Linked DNA regions of Salmo salar: region 1 is linked to region 2. A link is a contact called in public Hi-C data. All regions are on one chromosome and are shown on one strand. The core of a region is the stretch at or near the end of the contact, and the rest is flanking DNA. Distances in the headings are between cores, read along the strand shown. Region 1 has its middle 43 kb from the start of LOC123727708. Region 2 holds the start of LOC106573930 (growth arrest and DNA damage-inducible protein GADD45 beta).

Region 1 (6,371 bases), core at 2,156-4,655, 110 kb after region 2:
CTGGTATATACTAGAACAGCCAGTATGTACCTGAACAGCTGGTATGTACTAGAACAGCCAGTATGTACCTGAACAGCTGGTATGTACTAGAACAGCCAGTATGTACCTGAACAGCTGGTATGTACTAGAACAGCCAGTATGTACCTGAACAGCTGCTATGTACTAGAACAGCCAGTATGTACCTAAACAGCTGGTATGTACTAGATCAGCCAGTATGTACCTGAACAGCTGGTATGTACTAGAACAGCCAGTATGTACCCGAACAGCTGGTATGTACCTGAACAGCCAGTATGTACCTGAACAGCTGGTATTTTCTAGAATAGCCAGTATGTACCTGAACAGCTGGTATGTACTAGAACAGCTAGTATGTACCTGAACAGCTGGTATGTACTAGAAGAGCCAGTATGTACCTGCACAGCTGGTATGTACTAGAACAGCCAGTATGTACCTGCACAGCTGGTATGTACTAGAACAGCCAGTATGTACCTGAACAGCTGGTATGTACTCGAACAGCCAGTATGTACAAGAACAGCTAGTATGCACTAGAACAGATAGTATGTACTAGAACAGCTAGTATGTACTAAAACAGATAGTATGTACTAGAACAGCTAGTATGTACTAGAACAACTAGTATGTACTAAATCAGATAGTATATACTAGAACAGATAGTATGTACTAGAACAGCTAGTATGTACTAGAACAGAAAGTATGTACTAGAACAGCTAGTATGTACTAGAACAGCTGGTATGTACTAGAACAGCTAGTATGTACTAGAACAGCTGGTATGTACTAGAACAGCATGTATGTACCTGAACAGCTGGTATGTACTAGAACAGCCAGTATGTACCTGAACAGCTGGTATGTAATAGAACAGATAGTATGTACCTGAACAGCTGGTATGTACTAGAACAGAGAGTATGTACCTGAACAGCTGGTATGTAATAGAACAGATAGTATGTACCTGAACAGCTGGTATGTACTAGAACAGCCAGTATGTACCTGAACAGCTGGTATGTAATAGAACAGATAGTCTGTACCTGAACAGCTGGTATGTACCTGAATAGCTGGTATGTACTAGAACAGCCAGTATGTACCTGAACAGCTGGTATGTACTAGAACAGCCAGTATGTACCTGAACAGCTGGTATGTACTAGAACAGCTAGTATGTACCTGAACAGCTGGTATGTACTAGAACAGCCAGTATGTACCTGAACAGCTGGTATGTACTAGAACAGCCAGTATGTACCTGAACAGCTGGTATGTACTAGAACAGCTAGTATGTACCTGAACAGCTGGTATGTACTAGAACAGCCAGTATGTACCTGAACAGCTGCTATGTACTAGAACAGCCAGTATGTACCTAAACAGCTGGTATGTACTAGATCAGCCAGTATGTACCTGAACAGCTGGTATGTACTAGAACAGCCAGTATGTACCTGCACAGCTGGTATGTACTAGAACAGCTAGTATGTACCTGAACAGCTGGTATGTACTAGAACAGCCAGTATGTACCTGAACAGCTGGTATGTACTCGAACAGCCAGTATGTACCTGAACAGCTGGTATGTACTAGAACAGATAGTATGTACTAGAACAGCTAGTATGTACTAAAACAGATAGTATGTACTAGAACAGCTAGTATGTACTAGAACAGCTGGTATGTACTAGAACAGCTAGTATGTACTAGAACAGCTGGTATGTACTAGGACAGCCAGTATGTACCTGAACAACTGGTATGTACTAGAACAGCCAGTATGTACCTGAACAGCTGGTATGTAATAGAACAGATAGTATGTACCTGAACAGCTGGTATGTACTAGAACAGCCAGTATGTACCTGAACAGCTGGTATGTACTAGAACAGACAGTATGTACCTGAACAGCTGGTATGTAATTTGAACAGATAGTATGTACCTGAACAGCTGGTATGTACTAGAACAGCCAGTATGTACCTGAACAGCTGGTATGTACTAGAACAGATAGTATGTACTAGAACAGCTAGTATGTACTAAAACAGATGGTGTGTACTAGAACAGCTAGTATGTACTAGAACATCTGGTATGTACTAGAACAGCTAGTATGTACTTGAACAGCTGGTATGTACTAGAACAGCCAGTATGTACCTGAACAGCTGGTATGTACTAGAACAGCAAGTAAGTACCTGAACAGCTGGTATGTACTACAACAGCCAGTATGTACCTGAACAGCTGTTATGTAATAGAACAGATAGTATGTACCTGAACAACTGGTATGTACTAGAACAGCCAGTATGTACCTGAACAGCTGGTATGTACTAGAACAGACAGTATGTACCTGAACAGCTGGTATGTAATAGAACAGATAGTATGTACCTGAACAGCTGGTATGTACTAGAACAGCTAGTATGTACCAGAACAGCTGGTATGTACTAGAACAGCTGGTATGTACTAGAACAGTTAGTATGTACTAGAACAGATAGTGTGTACTAGAACAGATAGTATGTACTAGAACAGCTAGTATTTATTAGAACAGCTAGTATGTATTAGAACCCTTTGGGGTTATTTGAGGTACTGTTCTTTTGTTTGAGGTATTTCAAGTTTGAACTTTTGCAATCTCTAGTCTCTGTGTGTTTTGTTGGGTACATCATGTACAAAGAGTTACATACACCTCAAGCCATAGATAAGACAAAACAATTCCTGACTTGAGTGAAGTCATTCCCCAAAGGAGTGTGGGTGATTGCAATGGCATTCAGTGCACAAATAACAACAGAAATTCCAATGCAGTAGTCTAATCTTCCACAACTATATACATGGACATTCAATACACAATTACTGCATTGTCTCAAAGCAAAGTGCTTCATTTTACAGTTCCATTCATTAATGCATTGGAGATTGACCATCAAACATCTATGTCATTATTGTTACTCTCTCACAGTCATTTGTTTTATTTTTACCTTTATTTAACTAGGCAAGTCAGTTAAGAACAAATTCTTATTTTCAATGACAGCCTAGGAACAGTGGGTTAACTGCCTTGTTCAAGGGCAGAATGATAGATTTTTACCTTGTCAGCTCGGGGATTAGATTTTGCAACCTTTCAGTTACTAGTCCAACGCTCTAACCACTAGGCTACCTGCTGCCCCAGTCATGCAGTTGGATTGTGGAGAGAAATAATAAACTTAAACTGCTTAATATGTAAAACTAGTGAAGGGCTTTAGGTTTTGGGAAACCCATCAGTCAGGTAATTTTACTTGTTTTAAATCAATGGCCTGCCTGCGATGTGGCCACAGTAAGCCTCTACAGTCAGGTCCATAACAGGGAAGCTCCTGGCTGGCTGGTATTACTAGAACACTTTCTTCGCTTCCACAGAGAGATATACTGCACTACACCAAGGACTCATGGCCGCAGAGCCTGGTTGACTGAGTTCATGTGCAATAAAGCTTCACACACAAACACACACACACATACACACACACAGACACACACACACACTAAATATAGCAACACGAGCTGCCCGCTAGCACTCTAATATCTTTCTGCATTCTGCAGGTAATTCAGACAGTGCAGACTGTACCAAGATGTCATCATTCTTCACTCAAAGTGAAATATGATATCAATCCATTATGACACTTGAATCACGAACACTTGAACATTTGTGAAGCACTTTAGAGGTTCATGCTCCGTGACAGTGTTATGTGAATAGCCATGACCTGTTATGAGTACAGTAAGGTTCCATTAGTGTCAGTGGAGTGTTCCCATGCTTTGGCAAACCTATTGACCACTCAGACAGTATTTTCTGCAGAGCTATAGGGTGAGGGACATCATGAAGGAACCAGACAGAATAACACCTGTGTAATGTTTATGGGGAAAAATGAATCATCGTGTTTCCTCAAAGCCAAACATTCAATTGTCTGTCAGACTTCACACTGAGAGACACAACAACAGAGCATGAAGTACAACACAATGTCTCACAATGGCTGAGAGACACTCTGCCTATGAATAATAGGAAAAGAGAGTGATGAAAAGTCTGCTGCTAATTGGAGGTGGACTCAAGTAGAGAGTTTTTTTAATTGATCCTTTATTAAACTAGGCAAGTCAGTTAAGAACAAATTAGTATTTACAATGACGGCCTACCCAGGCCAAACCCTAACGTGGATGACGCTGGGCCAATTGTGCACCGCCCTATGGGACTATCAATCACAGCCGGTTGTGATACAGCCTGGAATCAAACCAGGGTCTGTAATGATGCCTCTAGCACTAAGATGCAGTGCCTTAGACCGCAGCGCCACTCGGGAGTGCCGGAAGTGTGTCATTCATGCAAGGATGTGTGTGTGTGCATGTGCTTTTGTGTGTGTGTGTAGGTATGTGCTTTTGTGTGTGTGTGTGTGTGTGTGTGTGTGTGTGTGTGTGTGTGTGTGTGTGGGAATGTGCTTTTGTGTGCTTTTGTGTGTGTGTGTGTGTGTGTGTGTGTGTGTGTGTGTGGGAATGTGCTTTTGTGTGTGTGTGTGTGTGTGTGTGTGTGTGTGTGTGTGTGTGTGTGTGTGTGTGTGTGTGTGTGTGTGTGTGTGTTTTGGGTATGTGTGTGTGTATAATGAGTGTATACTTTATTCAATTCCTACTCTATTTGACCCCTGGGCCCTGACCGCCACATACATACATAAATAGTACTGTGTTTTGCAGGAAAACAATGTGATATGAGGAACACATATAGAAAGGATTGTGAGGAAAATCCCCTGGACAGCACAGTCAGTGATTCACATGTAGCTAGTTGACTGAAAGTCCTGCAAGGAAGCATTCAGCAGAAGAGATTCTGTCCATTCCTCACATTCCAGGAGAGTTTGGCAAGTCCTTGAGTTTCCTTTTTGCACCCCCTCCTCTTCAACCCTGTCCCGCGATCTCGGTTTCCAGTAAAGCTCTCCCAAAAGTGCTCTCACCATTTTCCAGAAGCATCACACACATGGAAGGGCACGTGAGAGAGAGAGAGAGAGAGAGAGAGAGAGAGAGAGAGAGAGAGAGAGAGAGAGAGAGAGAGAGAGAAGTGCATGTGTGTGCAAGTATACGTGCACGAGAGAGAGAGAGAGAGAGAGAGAGAGAGAGAAGTGCATGTGTGTGCAAGTACACGTGCACGAGAGAGAGAGAGAGAGAGAGAGAGAGAAGTGCATGTGTGTGCAAGTACACGTGCACGAGAGAGAGAGAGAGAGAGGGAGGGCGGGAGAGGGAGGGAGTCACACAATGCAAATTGGGCTGGAACATTTCATTCTTGGGAGACAGCAGGAGGGACAGTATGTTCCAGTGAAATAACAGAATATTACCTTATATGGAATGTGGGCTTTGGCTGAATAGACAGACAGACAGACTCAGTGTAGTTTTTCTCAATTTTGAATAAAACATCGACAGACATCGGCTGTAAAACAAAACAACCAAATAACAAAAAACTTTGCAAACAATTTAACAGGGTGTGACCCAACAGATACAATCTAGCAAGCAATGCAAACAAGATCTTTAGACAATGCAAGCTTGGTAGAAAACTGTTAGCAATGCGAAATGCAATGAAGTATTGACACAAACACATTAAAGGCACAATACATATGTTTTATGTCCTTCTTTAGGGTTGATGGCAATCGATCACCAGTTCTTCTTCATTGATTTTGCACTTGCAATGACCCACCCCAGTACTCCAAAACAAAAATGAAAACCAATTTTATTGAAAGTCTAAGTTATGGATTCTGCCTTTAATGTGACAATATAATAATAACTTCCTACAGTGCAGCTTATGATTGGCTATAACGCAGGAAGTAGACACTTAAATTGCAGATACGTTATATTGCATTAAAGGACCATAACTTGTCAAGCAGTCATTCCCTTCCCCTGTCCCGCACTGGCTCCTGTTTTAAGAGCTATTATATGATTCTCCTCTGGCAGCTTGCCCTGAGTGAAACAGAGACCAGTGGGCGATGTGTTTGTGTTGCTAGGGTGATAGCCACTGATGCTTCCCATAGCATCACTGTATTTGGGATTCCCTTTGCTTGCGGTGAAGTCATCTGATGTTGAATCAGGCCAGAGGAGGTAGTACTCCGTAACAACTGTTTAAGTTGACACGTCCCGAGGGGAGAGGAGAGGCATTTTACAAGCCGTTTCCACTCATAGACTTACAGGTTTTATTTTTTAATTTAACCTTTATTTAAATAGGCAAGTCAATTAAGAAAAACGTTATTATTTACAATGACGGCCTACCAAAGGCAAAAGGCCTCCTGCGGGGATGGGGGCTGGGATAAAAAAATTTAAAAGTAGGACAAAACACACATCACGACAAAAGAGACACCACAGCACTACATAAAGAGAGACCTAAGACAACAACACAACATGGCAGAAACACAACATGACAACACAACATGGTA
Region 2 (6,474 bases), core at 868-3,367:
CTGTCTAATATCCATATTTATCCATATGGGTTTAATCTGCAGAATATCTGCATAATCTGCACTACTGTGGTTTTTAAAGTAAAACGTGAGAGCTTGGTTTGGGTCTCATGAAACAATTCAGCAAGGGGCATAAGGGGGAACAATAAGATTTGCAAAGTGTGACAACTTTCGTTCCACAAAATGAGTGCCTTTTATGTCCCTTTGATATTTTAGGTAGAAATTGTGCACAAATACTGAATTTCAAAAGCATATTGTATTAAATGATGTGCCCTTTTATATAGACCACATGGAATATTCAATAAATATGATTTTTAATATGAATAAAGACTTGCTAAAGTGCCCAAACTCAGCATTTTCATATGTCCCTCTGTGCATCCTCTGTGACTTCTAGGAAGATTTTAACCCCCTTAACCCCAACTTTTTCAATTTTCTTTGGCTTTGACAAAGCCATTTCTGAAGATTATAATTTATTTCATGTCATTAGTGATTCATTTTCTGGGGTTTGTGGTTTAACCTAGCGGGTTAAACCACAACCATGTTACCCATAGATAGACAGGCTAGAAATGTTTTAACAATAAATCAATAACAATTTAAGTTTCCATTCAATTGTCCCTCCTTGTTGCACACAACAAGATTCCATTCCCCCTGTGACAAGGAGATTTATGGCTGATTTACGATGAAGTTGTCAACTCTGTTAAATCAACCCGGTTACTTTATTTGTCACTTAATAGGCACTTACTGTAATTTGTTTACTTAACCTCTTGATATGGGAAAACGTGTCATTTATCAAGCTCAACATGTGCTCTTTATGACAGAATATAACATTTCTGTGAAAAAAAAAAAAAATTCTCACCAAGTTACATTACTCAAAAGGCACCTAATTAGTGGAACGACCCACGTGTTCCAACTTGCAGTTTCGGTGCGATGCAGCACAGAGCAGCACTTGCAGTTTCTGTGCGATGCAGCACTGAGTCCACTGAGGGGCGACTAATGGTTAACGTTCAGAATGTCAGAAACCACTATTATTTCTTAACATCATCATACTGTATAGAATAGGAACTAGAAATATATCATTACAGTCTATTCAAGATTATAGGATACATAGATTTTTACATTTTGGCATATGCTATAAACCAATGCACATATAGCAACAATATAATAATCCTTCATCATCGATAGGCATGTAGTCTACAGTAAACGTTCATGCAATGTGGATGGATGGAATAAATTATAACTGAGACGAATGGAGTAGCCCTAGTTTACCTTTATTCTGTCTGTGAGGTGAGATTTCGTAATAGATTGATTGGATAAGATCCACTAACAGCTTGTAAACACTGATCCTGTGACTGTGATAAAATTAGCCACGGTGGAACTAGGATAGCTTGGTACAGGTGATGAAAGTTCCAGATATTATGAGTTCACTACAGAAATCCGGGCACATTCTAGAAGAGATGACTTGTCTTTCAGAAAAAAATGGCAGTGGAGTAGATATCCCAAGAAAATTTCATTTACATTGGTTTAACTGGATGTGGACGCATCTTGATATAAGCATTATGCTGCGCGTGCAATAACATCTGCAAAATATGTGATCGCGACAAGTACCATTTTATTTGATGTATTGTGTAATCAAGATGCGTCCACACATTGTAGCATTTGATTTTTCACGAGGGAGGTCAGGTGCTATGGTAACAAACATGGACGTTGACAATGTACCCCTCTCTGCAAGCTCCTCTGTCTACAAAAATTGTATTTTTGCCATAAAAAAAAGTTTTGTATAAAAAAATGTAATGGAACAATGTATATAAAATCACACTTTCATAGAGATGCTCACAGTGACCTTGCATATAGGCCTACTATATTCTGATAGGCTCAAACAACCCCAGTATGAAGAAATACGCAGCAATAGAAAAACTAAGGAAATTCCATGGCACTCGTAAACAAACTGATACTAAGCGAGGGAGGTGGGGGATTCTCTGAAAGAGCCCACGTGGCTCCCGAATTACGTTGGCGTAAACAGCCAATTATTGAAAAGAGTGGGGATTCTAGTACACCAATGGACCAATCAGGGAAGTAGTGACTGAGTAACGCCACGCCTAGCATGAGCGTGGATATAACCCTTGAGTTTTGCACTGTTGTATCAGAAACAACTGAGCCACAGTCAGAGCTAATAGAAGGACTTTGCAATTCAACAGCGAGCGAGTTTACACTGAAACATTGCAAGGGAACCTATACCGTATTGGATTACTGATTTGCCGGACGCGCTGGAAACCTCGATTCGGGAATATACTCATTGGAGATTATCCTTGTGGATTATACAATTAACGAACTTCAATATGACTCTGGAAGAACTGGGATGCAATATCACTGAGAAAAAGTAAGTTTTTGCACATTTGTTGCGCAGAATATCCCACAGCTTGCTGTACGCATAGTGTGTGCATTGACAATCGGCTAGATGGTTTGGCAGTGGAACGTGAAATATAGCCTCAGCACTGAACAGTGCTCAGTTCAACAGTTTTAAGTAGCCTATTCGCAATTGTGGTGCATAACTAACAGAATGCATTTTTCTTGAAGGATGGAGACCGTGAGTCAAGCTCTAGAAGAGCTGCTGGTGGCAGCGCAGCAACAAGACTGCCTGACTTTGGGAGTCTACGAGTCTGCAAAACTGATGAATGTGTAAGTGTTATTATAAATTCTATCATATTATTGCCCATTTCGTAATATGGGTCAATGCAACATAGCTGCAACCATGATGCGCTATTTATTTATATTTGCTATATGGAAAATATAATTAATGTGCTATTCTCTTTCTTTCTGCAGTGATCCTGATAGTGTAGTCTTGTGTGTTCTGGCGACTGATGAGGAAGACGAGGATGACATCGCACTGCAGATTCACTTCACGCTCATCCAAGCCTTCTGCTGCGACAACGACATCAACATACTGAGAGTCTCGGGCATCAGGCGCCTCGCTCAGGTTCTTGGCGAGCCAAGCACCGCTGACAGCAACGGCAACGAGCCCAAAGATCTGCACTGCATCCTTGTCACTGTAAGTACAGCCTGCTGTCTTCTTATTTTGATTACATTGAACGCGCAATAGGCCTCGTGCATAATTATTCATCTTGTGCTCATTGTTAATATTGAATACATCAAAATAATCGAAATGTCCTAATGTCATCATGATTTTCTCATTCAAGACATACCTAACGATATCTCCCACGTTTTGTCTACAGAACACCCAGTGCCAATCTCTGAAATGCCAAGCGTTGCAGGACGTGGGCAACTACTGCGAGGAGAGCCGCTGCAAGAACCAGTGGGTGCCTTATCTGGCCCTGCAGGAGCGCTGAACTAACGACCCTCACTGAGAAGCGTGAAATAAACAAGTCGTGAAACTAAACAAGTCGTCATTCTTCAAGAATGAGAAAGGCATTCAAGGGGCATTATCGATAGGCCTGTGTCTGCCTACCCCTTGCCGCTACCCAGTGACGGAGCTGGGAATGCGCATGTTCCAAGGGACAATGCACATGCATCCATAACGCATCGGACCCCAGTTCTCTTCCTCTGCGGAAAGGAAAAGTATCCGCTGGAGTGGGGAGTAAAAACGAACGGTAGAGAAGACTCACTGCTGTTTGCCCAGCCATTTTGGAGCAACCGTGGGCGGCTGCATAGCGTGGGAACTGATTTGCAGTTTCGTTTATGCAGAGGAGGGACAAAGCAACAGAGAATACAGACTTGAAACTGGGTTTAACCCTATGCTTTCCGACGTGGAAGTCGGGGTATTTATGATGAAATGCAATGTGAATGACTTCAATGCTCTATGGTTGGATGTTATGAGCTTTGAAGAAGTGTCTTCAGAGCAACAATGCCTATGGATTGTTATTATGTGAAATATATTGATCAGGTATTCTGGCTACACTCATAGCCCGATGGCTGTCAGTTAAGAGGGTCAAAACTTTGCCACAATGTAACAATGTATTTGACATTGACACATCAAACTAATGTATTGTTATTATTTAAGTTGAACCGAGTAATATATGACAGTGAACTAACTGCATTGCTGAATTTAATGTTAAACCTATTTGAATAAATTATTGAACTGAAAGTTTGAATTCTCTGAGTGCTTTATCTTGTGGGAAAGGGGGGGGGGGGGTGCAATACTGTAATACTGTACAGTAGGCCCTAACCTAGGACTACTGCACAGTATTGTACATTCTGGACTTCACTACCTTCACTACCTGCTTGATTAGGCAACAAATTATTTTATATTCACCTGTGTCCTGTCTGAAATTCAGACCTGGAAAGAGCAACACTTCTTAAAACAGTTGAAATGCTGTACTTAGATGTTATACCATTTAATCTAGGCCATAAATACATAATATGTAACCTATATACTGTTTCTACAAGGATGGAGTTTGAATTGACACCCATCCTAATGTATATGAACTATGTTATAACTAATGTTATAACTAACTAATTATATTATCTAATGTCTTGCTATTGCTCACCAAAATGTTTGCTTCACAACACCATTATTACATGCAATCTTACACTTTCATGCACATTGTTGAGATTTACTGTTTATTTCAGGCCAGACAGTAGCTTTCTGATGCTGTGATGCGTCCACAGTAGCCTACAGTTTGATATCCAGAAAGCATTCATCACTCAAATGCCATGCACAGATGGCTGAAAGCATCTGATGTCTAAGTCCCTAATCGGCCTATATGTAAAGAATGGATCCCTTCACCTGAAACATAGTTGTGCAATTCATATAAAAAGTTAGGTCAAATTCCAGTTGGGGGTTTTTTGTTGTGTAAAAAGACAAATATGGACTAACCAAATGGGTTGAGACAAGGCAGTACTGTAGTTCCAACCGGATTTTCTCTCACAATAGGCCCTCAAGGAGGAACTAACTGATGAAAGCCAGGATTGTGGCATAGCTCATGGCATATCCTCCTTCCTTATATTGTTGGCTGAAGTTAGCCTCTTTCAAATCCACTTGTGCAAACCAACAGTGTGTATCTGCGTGTGGGTTTACAGGTAGTTGAGGGTGCAGCCACGTCTCCTGGCTTACTGGTAACTACGTCACATCCTGGATGTGACATCCTTAACGTGGTGACCAGTACTGTTGTGACACCCTGCCCCGGAGGGGACTGTGACTCCCTATAGGGCCAGTGACGTGGGACACTTGTTTGACTTGGCAGTTGTCCTGAACCATTCGTGTGCCTCAGAGTACAGCGAGAAATTATCAGACGGCAGTTCACTTAATGTCTTTGAAGGCACACTTCTCTGACAAACACAGGATCTGCCATAAAGTGGGCCTGGCTAGGACACCGGTAACAGACAGTTTGTTGATGTAGATAAGGCTTAGTGTTTGGGCCATTACAGGTTGGGACATCAGAGACACAAGGATGCCACTGGGTTAAGCACTCACTGGTTTGACTTGTATTGAGCTGTAGCCTAGTAATAATGTTGTAGTAGACAATTAGCACCAAATATTCTCGCCAAACAATTGGACAGAGAGCTGCAATATAGACTAAGAAAAGCTGCAGTATGCAGAGGTGATTCAGGGTCATAAGCAAATGCCTCTGGGGAGGTGGAGGGAGGGGAACAAGCTAAACTGTACATCTGCAGTCCATAACTACATAGTGAAGGCTATACTATGTGCCCTTTCAATATACAAATGCCTATATCCAAACAGTGAGCATAACCTAATGTATAACCACTGTAACTACACTTGCAAGTTTATATCAATAGGAGTGAGGCAGGGATGTCCTCTCCAGAGGAAAATAGAAGGGGCAGGCAGGGAGAGAAAGTGAACCGTGAAAGTAGCCCTAGTAGTAGGTGTGCTGGATCATTGGTCACACACACTATAATTAGGTCACTATGGTAACCACAGGTCAGTGTCCAAGACTAAATAGGCTGTAAGCTGGTATGATAAGGCTTTAGAATAGACAGTGTCATTCATCCCTGCAGCACGTTGCACATGTCGGGAGGCGTTACATGTAAGCAATGATACCATGACAAGGAGCCCTGGTTAGCACTGGGCTGGCTTTTGCCATAAACATTTATTCTCTATCAGCAGAGCATGTGATTTAGAGTTTAAAATGGAATCCAGTGTGTGGCTCCAAGGTATGCATCCTACTTGTGTACTGGCTCGTGGCTGTCCTGCAAGACAGACATCCAAACAAGTGACCCTACATTTGAAATTGAATCACCCTTCTAGCTATTAAGATGTATTGGAATAAGAGAGGCAAGCACATGAGGCACTGTTTAGCTGATATGCCTACTTCTGTAGACAGGTAAGACAGGGATTTTACACTACAAAGCAACCAAATTAGCTCTGATCTATCCTAAAATAGAGTTTCTTGCATTCCTTAAATAGAAGGCATATTTTTAGTTGCAGAGACACAGGACGATTATAGAAGTGTTCATTCTCAGCATCATGCCCAGATCTGAGCCTATTTCTGCTCCACTTTAATG

Evidence for each region. A called contact is a pair of places that touch in the nucleus more often than the background predicts.
Region 1: a contact with region 2 is called in a Hi-C map of muscle, with 4 times the contacts expected there. The contact joins the enhancer-like site here to the promoter of LOC106573930 in region 2. A contact is called at or near these places in 2 of 3 Hi-C or Micro-C datasets (gill and muscle).

Annotation. Positions count from the first base shown.
Region 1 is chrssa16:44,232,101-44,238,471 of Ssal_v3.1, forward strand. No RefSeq gene overlaps it. Among protein-coding and RNA genes, the nearest start is that of LOC123727708, 43 kb to the left of the region's middle. Within about 2 kb of position 3,406, at least 3 of the 13 cell types and tissues checked have an H3K27ac peak or open chromatin away from gene starts, as enhancers often do. A contact at or near this core is called in muscle, where this site is marked.
Region 2 is chrssa16:44,120,058-44,126,531 of Ssal_v3.1, forward strand. LOC106573930 (growth arrest and DNA damage-inducible protein GADD45 beta) reads left to right here and starts at 2,118. Exons shown (of 4, transcript XM_014149394.2): 1 at 2,118-2,374; 2 at 2,572-2,673; 3 at 2,818-3,043; 4 at 3,228-4,096. The coding sequence starts at 2,334. The coding sequence ends at 3,341.